3 separate regions of the Gossypium raimondii genome follow, and regions 1 and 3 are each linked to region 2. A link is a contact called in public Hi-C data. All regions are on one chromosome and are shown on one strand. The core of a region is the stretch at or near the end of the contact, and the rest is flanking DNA. Distances in the headings are between cores, read along the strand shown.

Region 1 (3,847 bases), core at 340-2,839, 210 kb before region 2:
CTACTTGGGACACGTTCATGTATTTGTTTGGCCTCTCTCTTTCATAGTTGATTCTTACATCTGAGAAAAACTGCCTTGCAGCGTGATGATCCTTACTTTAATAAGTTGATTCGGATACTGGCAACTAGGTGTATGACTCAGGTAAAGTTAGCTAGGAAATTTTTTCAATCTCCAGATGGTTTTGACCTACGCACTTTTTAACTTGGTACTAATTTGCCTTGGTTTCAAATTAGGCTGTTTATTTCTGTAGTGGGGATCTCAGCCCTCCAGAATATCATCATTATGGGCTTGCTGCGCCCCTATATACTCATTTCACTTCTCCTATTAGGAGATATGCAGGTTTGTGAACAAAAATTTGTTTGTTACTTTACCTTTTCTTGCTGATGTATGCTTGATGATACTATTGCTCAAGTATGGAACCTTCCTTGCAGATGTGATTGTGCACAGGTTGCTTGCTGCATCTCTAGGGATCGATAAGCTTCCACCAGTTTTCCAGGACAGATCTCAACTAACTAGCATTGCTGATAGTAAGTTTTTTTTTCCTTTCATACTGTTTTTGAGGCTTCCATGGATTTGGGTAACAAACTTCACATACCCATGATATCCATTCTCAGCTTCCTATGCATTTTACCTGTTTCAGATCTGAATTATCGACATAGGAATGCCCAAATGGCAAGCAGGGCCTCTGTTGAGCTCCATACTCTCATTTACTTCAGAAAACGGTAACTGCCTTGGCCTCTCTCATGGAATTGAAACTGCCTTCTATAGAGCATAATGAATAATTGCACATGTTTTGAATTTATTTATTTATCTTATGCTGCAGGCCCACTGACACAGAAGCCAGAATAGTGAAGATAAGGTCCAACGGGTTCATTGTGTTTGTGCCCAAGTATGAACTTAGATCTTTTATGCTGGATTATCTGTATATGTTCCTCGTGTCTTTCTTTTTCTATCTGCTGTGTCTAGGCAGGAAAAGATAATGTTTTGGCACTTGTGTTTGTTGGGTGGAGAAAAAAGTAACATGAGTTTATGTTATATAAATGAACAGATATGGAATAGAAGGCCCGGTGTACTTGACAGGCAGAGGAGAGAAGGGAAGCGGGGAGTGGCATGTGGACGAGCAGCAGCAGAAGATTGTAAAGATGGACAATAGTAATAGTAATAGCCTTTCCTACAGTGTTCTGCAATCAGTGAGGATCCACATGGAGGTTGTGGAACCCCAACCCAACCGCCCTAAACTGCAGCTTACTCTTATTTCCTAGAAGTAGAAGATAACATCAACATGCACAAAGGAGGAGCTTTTATTAGGTTATATAGAGTGTTGTATTATTATATAAGATGCAAATGGAATGAATCTTGTTGTGGTAATTATAGTAACTGGCCTTTGGTTTGGGTTAATTGATGTTGGATTGACACAAGAAACATTTTTGTTCATGGAGTGCGTGTTCCTATTTCTATATGTTATTTTTGCAATAACAAAAAGAATGAATAAATAAACTAACACAACTTGTTATTACTGCTAGATAGTAGAAAAATGCATTTGGGTGGGCGACAAACAAGTAGACCTAATCAGATGGATGTGCATTTTGATTATTTTATGCGCTGATGCATGGAACATGTGGGACCCAGGAAACTGCAATGAAATAAATGTCCTAAAGTGACCTTAATCAACGCCCCTAAAATACATCTCCCCCCCTTTTCTTTCATTGGTTTTGATTTCACATGATTCGTGGATGTGGGTCACATGGCATTGGCAGAGAACCCCCCTTGTAACGTTTTACCATCATCATACCATGTCATCTCTCACCTATTGCAATTTACAGGAAAGCCCATTTCCCCATTTTCAATCTCAAATTGCAGTAAGAAATGCAATGCAAAGTGTACATGTATTATTAGCATGCATGATGATGGATGGAGCATGGAGATGAAGACCAAAGAGGGACGGATGTAGTGTGTCCTTTTGTGGTGATTCCATTGTATGAAGTAAGAAATGAAGTCAAATTAATAGGCAGGCAGCCTCCTTAAGGCTCAAACTCATTCAGTGTCACCTCATCCTCCCTCCCTCCGACTCCGATGTCTCCCCCACATTTCCCTCCTTTGTCAGAAATCCAACACACACACCCTTTTAATTTAATATAAATACTATTAATTTTTTCAAAAATAAAATTAAAAAAAAAAGACAACGACGAGCATAGCAGAGTAGAGCACGAGACAGACATCTGTAGCAGATCACACACCACCGCCCTCGCCTCCTCCCCTACCTTTCACTTTGAACCCATTTCCCATCTACATTACCATCCCCCTTTTGGAGACCTCAGCCACTCCGATCTCCGCCCATGGCTGCAGCCCTCGAGTGCTGGTCCAGCCGAGCCACCACCGCCGATGACGACATGGTCGAGCAGGTTTTGATGCGCTCCAACGACCGATCCGAGGACACCTCCTCCTCCTCCTCTGCTTCTGCCAAACTTGAAGCCCCGTCCGCCAAGAACAAACGGTTCCAGAGGTTGAGCAGGAACGTCTCTGAGGCCATTGCCTCTCTCAAGAACTCTCTCAATCTCGACACTTCCTCCCCACGTGATCAGCTTCCTCCTCCTGTTCCTTCTGTCCCTTCATCTTCCTCCAAGGCCGACGTTTGCCGGAAAGTGGTCTGGGGTACCGTTGTACGGAACTTGACTCAGCTTTACCCTGGAAGCCAGTTGCCTGAGAAGCTTGTCTCCAATATCCGCAAGCATTATGATTCCTTGCCTCTCAGGTCCCCTTCCCTTCCCTTCCCTTGCCTCTTCCTTCTTCCTACTCAGTTTAGGGTACTCTGAAAATTGCAACAACAATCAACAGGATCCTAAAAGCAGTTTCCTATCAGCATGGGTTTTTCATCTTTGTTTTTCCTTGGCTTTCAAACAGTGAAAGTTCGGGTTTCTTATAATTATTTTTACTATTATTATTTTCTTCAAATGTTTAAAGTGGCCTTGCCTTAGTTACTGCTGAAATGTTCTAGTTCTTCTCCCCCCCAATTATGCTTTTCTTTTTTGTAATTTTCTTTTGATTGGGTATTATGTTGACAGTTATGCACAGGCGGGATTTGATATGAAAGAAGTATTTCTACATATAAAATTGATAGAGCAGGCATCAGGGGATGATCACCCTGCTATATTTATTCAGCAAACATCTGATGATGAGGTACAAGGTTGCGTGTTTAAGCTCACATTTGCTTGTAATTCTTCCTTTTCTTGGTCTGCCATGTCTGGTGCTCTTGATTCTGCTTCCATCTGTTGCAAGAAGATACAGATATTTGAGAAGAAAGGGTTCACCCTTGGAATTATTCTCTTCTTGGTTCAATCCGCCCACGACAAGTTTTTTAAATCCCATGTCGAGAGTGCCCTTAAATCTGCTCTTCGGAAGCCCAAGACGACCACTGTTAAACTACCATTTGGACTTTGTGGATGTCAGGAGGAGAGTACTAAAGGGAGAGACTTTGGGGAAATTGAGGAAGAACCAAGTGAGCAAACTCACAGAAAAGGGATTGAAAATCCAAATACCAGGATTCAGCTTCCAATGCCTCTGCCCTCTTCATCGTTTGTCGTATTGGTTGATGAATGGCAAACCATTCAATCAGGGGCAGACGAGATTGGGAAATGGCTATTGAACTCCGACAGTCTTGAGTTTATTGATCAGATTGCACCCAACTCTTTTAAAGGCATCTACAAGGGTAAACGTGTTGGAATCGAAAAGCTTAAAGGATGTGACAAGGGGAATTCTTACGAGTTTGAACTTCGAAAAGATCTCTTAGAGCTTATGACTTGTGGGCATAGGAACATTTTGCAATTCTATGGTGTTTGTGTCGATGAGA
Region 2 (3,906 bases), core at 640-3,139:
AAACCAAACCTCCAATTGCAACCAAATTGTATGAACTGGTTAATGTTAGCTTAGATGAAGATAGAATATGATAGTCAGGGCCCAACCGGGGGGGGTTAGCTTGTGTAGGGTTTTGGAAGAAAAGAAAACTTACTAGTAGTAGTAGTAGAGGAAAAACCGAAAAGGGAAGTCTGGCAGAAGCTGGCATGGGATGGTTGGTTTGAAAATTATACAAGGAGCATATTAATTGAGTTTGGAACATTGGTGCTGGCCCTGCTCCCCATATCTACCACTATGACATGTTCTTCTTCATAGTCCACAACATGGACAGCCACCAGTCAGCACCCTCCATACACTTTTGCTCATATCAAACTGTCAACCACTTGAAGACAACAACTGTGGCTCCCATCTCTTTGGAACTCACTTCATACCCAATGCCCAATGCCCAATGCCCTCCTTTTTATTCTATCAGCTACTCTTCTGCCTACTTCACAAATTATTTCAATTATCAAAAGGAATTGTAAATTTTAGAATTTAATTTATATCAAAGTGTAATATGATATTAATTGTATTTGGGAAACGAAAAAAAGTAAGATTCTGAATGTTTAACAATTAAATTAGGATACACTTAATGTGAGTGAAAGAGAATATTTTATGTAAAAAAATTATTTAACAATGATTACAAGGTAAAAATTGATATTTGGATGAGTAGCTTTTTGTTCTTTTATTTAAATAATATATAAAAAGACAAAAACGTCATCCTAATAATATTAATTACCATTTAAAAGCAATGATTTCCTAACCAATTTGATACTCAGTTAACAAAAGCAAAGCAGAACTCTTTCTGTTGCACTTTTCATTCATTGCAGATTCCTGACAAGTTTCTGAACCATTTTACTTGCGACCATTGCTTATCAGGAAGATATGATACTACTCCTATACGTTACCATAGACTTAAAATATTTACCCTGCTGACACATCAATCTTCCAGTGCCAAATCAAATGAACCAGAAACAAATCCTATCCAGTTTTTCGAATGCCATTTCCACAGATTTATTTCATGAATCTACTCGTCTCAAGGTTAAACTTTATATTCCAAGTGTACAAGCCCATTTGCCCGGGCCCAATTACAAAAACATAAAAAAACTAAACCAATTAAACTAACCCACCAGCCCAACTAACCCAATACCCTTCAGCCCAAACCAAGACCCAAGCCCAAATACTAAGGGTCAAACTAGGGTTTCAGCTTTTTGAAACCCTAGTGCTGCCGCACCCCACTTGCCCTGCCACTGCCGTTCTGCTGGCCGCCGCGCACGTCCCATCGCCGCTCACCTGCTCCCAACTGCTCACCTGCAACACGCAACATTAAGAAGCAAAAATAGAGTAAAAATAAAAAGAAAAAAGCTTGTAAAAGGCTATATAAAAGCCATTAAAAAACCGAAAATGGGGGGGGGGCTTCCTTTTCTTTTGTAATATTTTCACAAAAATACAACGAATTAATAAGAAAATCAAAAAAGCAAAAAAAAAGGTTGATCTCAGTCATTTTCTTTTCGGTTTTGCGTTTCTTTTTTGTTTATTTTCTTCCTTTTTGTTTATTTTCTATAACTTTTTAAACAAAACGAAAAAGAAAAGAAAAGGGATACTTACCTGTCTCGAAAGCCCGTCGTCGGAGACCATTTTCGGCGTTGGAATCGGACTGAAAGGGGTACGAAAGACCCCTCCTTTTTCATATCTTTCGGGCTAGGAAGGCCTGGTTTTCGTGTGTGTTGTGAATCGGGGCTAAAAGGCTTCTTTTGCGCAACGTCGGCCACCGTCCACGGTGGTGCTACGGCGGTGGCGCTAAAGCCGACAACCATGGTCGGTTAGAGGCCTGAGAGAGAGCTTTGCTCTCTGTTTTTTCTAAAGAAAGGTGAAACTGAAATTTTTTGAGGTTTTTTTTATATATTTATAATAAGCTTGAAACGGCGCCGTTTAAGCCCCATGACCCGCGTGTGATCCGACCCGCTCCAGGGGAGATCCGCGTGTTTTCATGAAATGGGCTATTTATGCAATAGGTCCCTCCGCTTTCGCAATTTGCTTCAATGTAGTATTTTTTATTTCGGCCTGTGGATTTTGCTTCTATTCCGATTTGGTCCTTAGACCAATTGCTGCCCATGGTTGAAACGCAGCGTTTCAGGACGGGGAAATATTTCCCCACAAGTCCCTCACGCTTTAAGCGTGTTTCACTTTGGTCCTGTATTATTCCTTTTGTTTATTTCATATTTAAGCCCCGAAGTTCGTTTAAAGTTTTAATTTAGTCCTTTTGTATTTTGTTTGTTTTCTTATTAAATAATAAATTTGATGTTATACTGTTACCATTAATTATTATTGCTGTTATTTGTTTATTTATATCTTTAAAATCTCAAAATTTATCATATATATATATATATATGTATATACTTATTTTGTATTTTTATATTTTATAATTTGTATCTATATATCTATATACATATTTTTATAAATATATACACATACTTATATGTTTTACATTTTCATATAGTTTTATATACATACATATTCTTACGTACACATACATATATTTTTTATACTTTAAAATTTTAACTTACGTACATATATATATTTTATTTTTTTTATTTTTTATTACTATTATTTCATTTGGTGTTCATTTACTTATTTATTTACATGCTCATTGTTATTATTATTATTTATTTAAGTGCATTAGTTTGTGTTTGCATATTTACTTTATTTTGTGTATACATTGTTGATTTCTTTTTATTATACATTTATCATCTTATTTATTTATCCTTTTTATTTGCATGCATTATTTTATTTGCATTATCATCATTATCATTATTTTACATTCACTTTTTACTCGGATTCGTCAAAAATAGAAATTTCAAAATAAATAATACTCGATATTTAGGACCTTCGAGAGAATCGAGCCATAACGTATTGGGTTCTGACTTTTTTTTCGTTGAATTTAAATAATCGATATTACTCTTTTGAAAATGATAAAAAGCTCGTTATCAAGAATTCAATATGTTGTGTTCTAACGCATTGGATGTGACATGTTGTTTTCTCGAGACGAGGATTTTTCGAAATAAATACAATATTCAATGTTTAATATTTTGAGAAATTGTGCCCTAACGTATTGGGTTGCGATTTCTTCATTTGATTTAAACAATTGAATATTCTTTTAAACTTTATTACACGAATCTTTTCAAACTCAAGTTTTAAATGATATTGGGAATTAAAAAATTATCGCGTTCTAACTTACTGGTCGTGAATAAATAAGCATTTTTCATTCGCGTATCGGGAATTTGAGACATTGTATTCTAACTTACTGGATATGATTCTCTTTCTCGAATAACGTGAAATATACCCATTTTCCTGAAAATTTTCAACGTTTTAATACAAGGATCGTATTTTTTTTTAAATTTCTTCCAAGTTATCAATTTTCGACATCAAGACATTAATAAATCAACTAGGTACCAATTTTGGGCGTTACGAGGGTGCTAATCCTTCCTCGTACGTAACCGACTCCTGAACTCGCTTTCTAAATTTCGTGGACCAAAATCGTTGTTTTAATAAAATTAAACCGTTTATTAAAAACAACCAGTTTTCGAGGTGACCCAATCACACCTCATCAAAAAGGATTGGTGGTGACTCCCATTTTTGTTTTCATTTTCCAAAACCCAAGTCGACCCCGTTTTTCATTCAAAAAATGGTGTCAACAGCTTGGCGACTCCACTGGGGACTTTAAATAAAAGAGTCAAGCCACGAGTTGATTATTTCTTGTCTTTTTGTCGAAAGTTGAAAATTTGATTTAAATATACGATCCTCTCATTGCATTTCATTTGTTTTGAGTTATAGTTTTTATCATGTTTTGTATTTTAAATTTTTATATCTTTCTGCATTGCATTTCAT
Region 3 (4,026 bases), core at 18-2,517, 140 kb after region 2:
AAGTGCAAATCTTGAAATGCAAGTGCTCAGCAACAATTTTGATCTCAAATAAGCGTTGTATTGGAGGCAATCTTGTTGAGGTAGCAACCATCTAAATGAATAGCATTGACATAGATGGTAGCAGTGACAAGTAGAAGGAACTAAGTAACTAGTATTAAGTATGATAAACAGAAGGATGGTAAAGAAATAGGATAATTAGGGAAGAACCTCGCGCAGGGCATGATAGGCATCCTCATAAAACCTCAAGGCTTCAGCCCAGTCTCGTCGGAACTCTGCATACACAGCAACCTACCCATTTTGTGAACCAATGAGCCAATACATAAGGAATTAATAATATGAAAAAGTGAGGAAAGCTATTCTTTTATTATTATTACTTTAAAACAGTAGCGAACTTGGAGATCGGGAGAGGAGAAATTCTTCTTTTCAATGCGAGCTTTAATCCTTCGACCTTCTTCTCTGTAAAAAGTAGTTTCTAGTTCGGCAAAACTGGCGCTCAACCTGACAGACATTACAATGTATGGGATATAGTTCATACAGCAATTAATTCAGTAAAGTACTAATTATTGTTAGATAAAAAGGGGAGGGGGGGGAATTGAGCACCTTTGAAGAGAGTTATTGAGTTGAGAAGGATCGGGGTTGAAGAGGAGAAGGTACTTGGAATCGACCTCTGCTCGCTTCCGTAAGGCAAGCAGGCGATCTTCACTAATGTCATCGGATTGGCCCACCACAACGAGCAGCAACAATTTGGTGTTCCTGGGACGAATAGCGGCTTTTAGGTCATCCAGATCGGAGCAGACTTGGACCCACTGGGCAGGGTCACCGGAGACATGATCCCAGGAGAAGAGGGCGGCCACCACGGCGGGGATCTTAGTGCGGTGCTTGACCAGCCAATCCCTTTTCAAAAATCCGGCGGGGGAAGAAGAAGGGGAGGGCGGGCGATGGAGGAGATGGGAGAGCTTGGAGAAGTTGGGCAAGGCCAAGGTGTTGATAGGATGCTGCTGGGAGAGGAGGTGGGTGGTTATCGCCCCATGCTGCTCTGGGCATCCTACCAATGCTACCAGCGCCACTGGTGGACTCCTCAATTCTTCTGGGTACTCTTCCATTTACTCTCTGCACTTGGAATTTCTTGATACTTTCGTCTTTTTCTTTGTATTTTTTTTTTCTACAACAGAATAGAAGACGATGATGGATCAGTTTCTGATTTTTAGGCCTGATTTCATTATCAGTATTTGGGCTTCTCTTCCCCACCCCAAACCACTAATATGGCTACTAGCTGCCTGCCTACTCCAAACAATGCTTTGCCTTCACTTTCAAGGGTTTCCTTTTTTCTCAATGTTACAAAGTCACAAAAGATTCGATTAAATTTGTAGATTAGATATTATTTAGAGAGGATATGCTCTATCAATGTTGTTTGTTGTTTTCATAGTTAGAAGACTTGAATTTAAAACTTTAATTAAAAAGTATCCATGTAACACTTTGATACCAATTTGATTTTCAATTCTGAGTTACTAGGTATTACATTCGTTGCTAGAAAAACTACGATCAACTATATTCAAATTATATTTTTAAATGATCAATTTCAACCCACATGCATATAATACAAAATACAATCGTTTTCGGATCTTATACGAGTTTACGAAAGTTCTAAAACTAATTTGAAGTCGAATTAGGACCAATTGTAAAAATTTCAAAACATTAGGTTGACGTTACAATATCAGGGGGTTCCTCGTCACAACGTAACATACTGAGTAAACCTTGTTGCCACGTTCAATATTCAATGTCGCGCAGTGGCATGGCAACTAATCTCATTGCGATGGGACAAATGACTACCTCTAGAAGTACTAACGTCCAGAGTAGAAATCTTGCACAAAATATATTAAAAAGAGTGGTATCTATAAGTATACAATTCAGGTTGTAATATAGTTACAACGTAGTAGATGAGTACTCCGAAGATTGTACCCAAGGGAGGCGAGCACTAAATTAATTCTAACCTAAGCACAAATAGATCTAATTAGTACTTTAGGTAGATTATATTACAATCAAATATAAAGAAAGGTTTTTGAGATTTTTATAATAATAATAATACAATAAATAAATAAGTAACGAGAAATCAAATAGTAGAATATGTTAAATCTGAGTATGGGTGATTAGCTCGCTTCGGTAATCATAACCAATTGTTGCTTCAGGTTTTCTTGTTTAATCAACTAGTCAATATCCCAGCAGGATCTTCCAATCTAGAATAACAAGTCAGCAATAACTACTTATCCTTCGACCTCACAATCCACACTGGTTCCGGGGTTAAGGTGTCCACGAATAGGTCATACCAATTTTGGGTTAATTCCTACTTTAATGACTTTCTAGGGTCATCAAGACTAGGGTTTAAGTTCTTCCTTTCCCAAACAGTTGATTCGCTAAGAGAACCCTACAAAACAGTTAATTAATCATACCTCCACTCTCTAATCCCTCACAAGAGGATTAGCTCCTTATGGATCTTTAAACAATATAGACTTGATATATAGAATAAACATGAATAACAATTCAAGACTATAAAGTTAGCAGAAGCCTGATTTGTATTGAATAAAATGCCGAATCCTTACAGAGTTTGATCAAGTTTGCAAATCTGATCTCTTCCGTAAAAGTAAAAGAACAAAACTGAAATAAACCTAAAGCCTAAAAAAGAGAAAAAACTAAAGACTAAAACTAGGAATAAAATTATACAATATGAAAAGTTGTCCATAACATGTGTTGAATGAGCCCATTTATAGATTTAAAATAGTCGTCGTCCTTAACCCCAGGTCAACTGTTGTCCTTGTGTTTAATGTTTGATTGTGCAGACCAAAACATCTCTGGCTCGTAATTACTTCCTATACAGAGGTGATATCGCAACACACCAGGTCCTGTGTCGCGACATCGAAGGCAATATGCTTCATCTTCAAGATATCTTCAGGGGTGTGTCGCGACACCGAATGCAATCTTGAATTATTATATTCTACTCATTATTGTTGCGACATTTAACTCTCCGTGTTGCAACAGAAAGACCAGTATCGAGTTAGTACACCTTCTAATGGTCTTCTACATGCTCACAAAGCATATTAGTTCACCTTTAGGCCTCATTTTTCCCCTAAGGTCAATAAAAGACTCAATTTACACATTTTATTTAATACAAATAGAATTACAAAAGCTTAACTAAAACTTAACCAAAGTGCTTGTATTCAAGCTCCTAAAGTGTGAAAACTAGTTTAATCTGCTACACTGAATTACGACAGATCAAACTCCCCTACACATAAGTCATTGCTTGTCCTTAAGCATAGCAACAAAAAATAGTAAATGAAAAGATGATCCTTGAACCAGTATGGCACAAATGTTGGTTTTGGAGCACATGAATAAGCATTGTATATTTACACATAATCTCGGTATAATATATAGCTGACTTACCACTTCAAATATCAAACACCTAAGTTCAGTACATTACAAAGCATACAAACATTAAGGGTCTCAAATGTAAGAATCTGTCAATAAATTATATAAGTAATTTGATTATCATAGTAGAATACAAACAGTTGTAAATACAATTATTCAATATGATGTCAAATTGTAAATAAGTCTATCTAGATCACATAGGGTTTTTCGACTTGTAATGTTCTAAGGCTTGGGATAGGTATGGAGTTCAAGAACAGTAAGCATCAAATAGTTTCAAGCACAAAAATAGTTTGACACATCATATTATCCCATATTCTCCCCCTTAATGACCCATTCCCACTCACCACCTTATTTCTCCTTCTCTCACATTTCTTCTTTCTCCTTATAGGAAATCTCAGTATCATATAGTGACTACGGCTAGCTTACAAGTTTTTTTTTGTGCACTTAATGAAAAAGATTTTCTTATTTTTGTGACTTTGTCACCTTTCCTTCTTTTTCATGATACATCGCTCACAAATGCTTTTATTCTTTTCATATGCTTTTTCTACTCGTTTAATTTTTTTCATTTTTTTTTTTCGTTTTGAACTTTTAAGCTAACCTATAATC

The links. Hi-C and Micro-C count contacts between places; a contact is called where the count stands out from the background.
Region 1: a contact with region 2 is called in a Hi-C map of leaf, with 2.6 times the contacts expected there. The contact joins the promoter of LOC105800695 here to the promoter of LOC105800748 in region 2. A contact is called at or near these places in 2 of 2 Hi-C or Micro-C datasets (both in leaf).
Region 3: a Hi-C map of leaf shows a contact between it and region 2, with 4 times the contacts expected there. The contact joins the promoter of LOC105800759 here to the promoter of LOC105800748 in region 2. A contact is called at or near these places in 2 of 2 Hi-C or Micro-C datasets (both in leaf).

The regions. Positions count from the first base shown.
Region 1 is chr7:16,061,965-16,065,811 of ASM2569854v1, reverse strand. It overlaps LOC105800695 (receptor like protein kinase S.2), which reads left to right and starts at 1,589. Exons shown (of 3, transcript XM_012631969.2): 1 at 1,589-2,752; 2 at 3,063-3,847. The coding sequence starts at 2,337. It overlaps LOC105800686 (exosome complex exonuclease RRP44 homolog A), which reads left to right. Exons shown (of 24, transcript XM_012631957.2): 19 at 82-141; 20 at 234-339; 21 at 432-527; 22 at 641-722; 23 at 824-889; 24 at 1,049-1,434. The coding sequence ends at 1,262.
Region 2 is chr7:15,856,485-15,860,390 of ASM2569854v1, reverse strand. It overlaps LOC105800748, which reads right to left and starts at 1,889. Exons shown (of 2, transcript XR_001135850.2): 1 at 1,627-1,889; 2 at 1,008-1,329. It overlaps LOC105800733 (a long non-coding RNA gene), which reads right to left and starts at 397. Exons shown (of 2, transcript XR_008197533.1): 1 at 134-397.
Region 3 is chr7:15,720,391-15,724,416 of ASM2569854v1, reverse strand. LOC105800759 reads right to left here and starts at 1,267. Exons shown (of 7, transcript XM_012632063.2): 1 at 601-1,267; 2 at 375-498; 3 at 208-288; 4 at 1-91. The coding sequence starts at 1,103.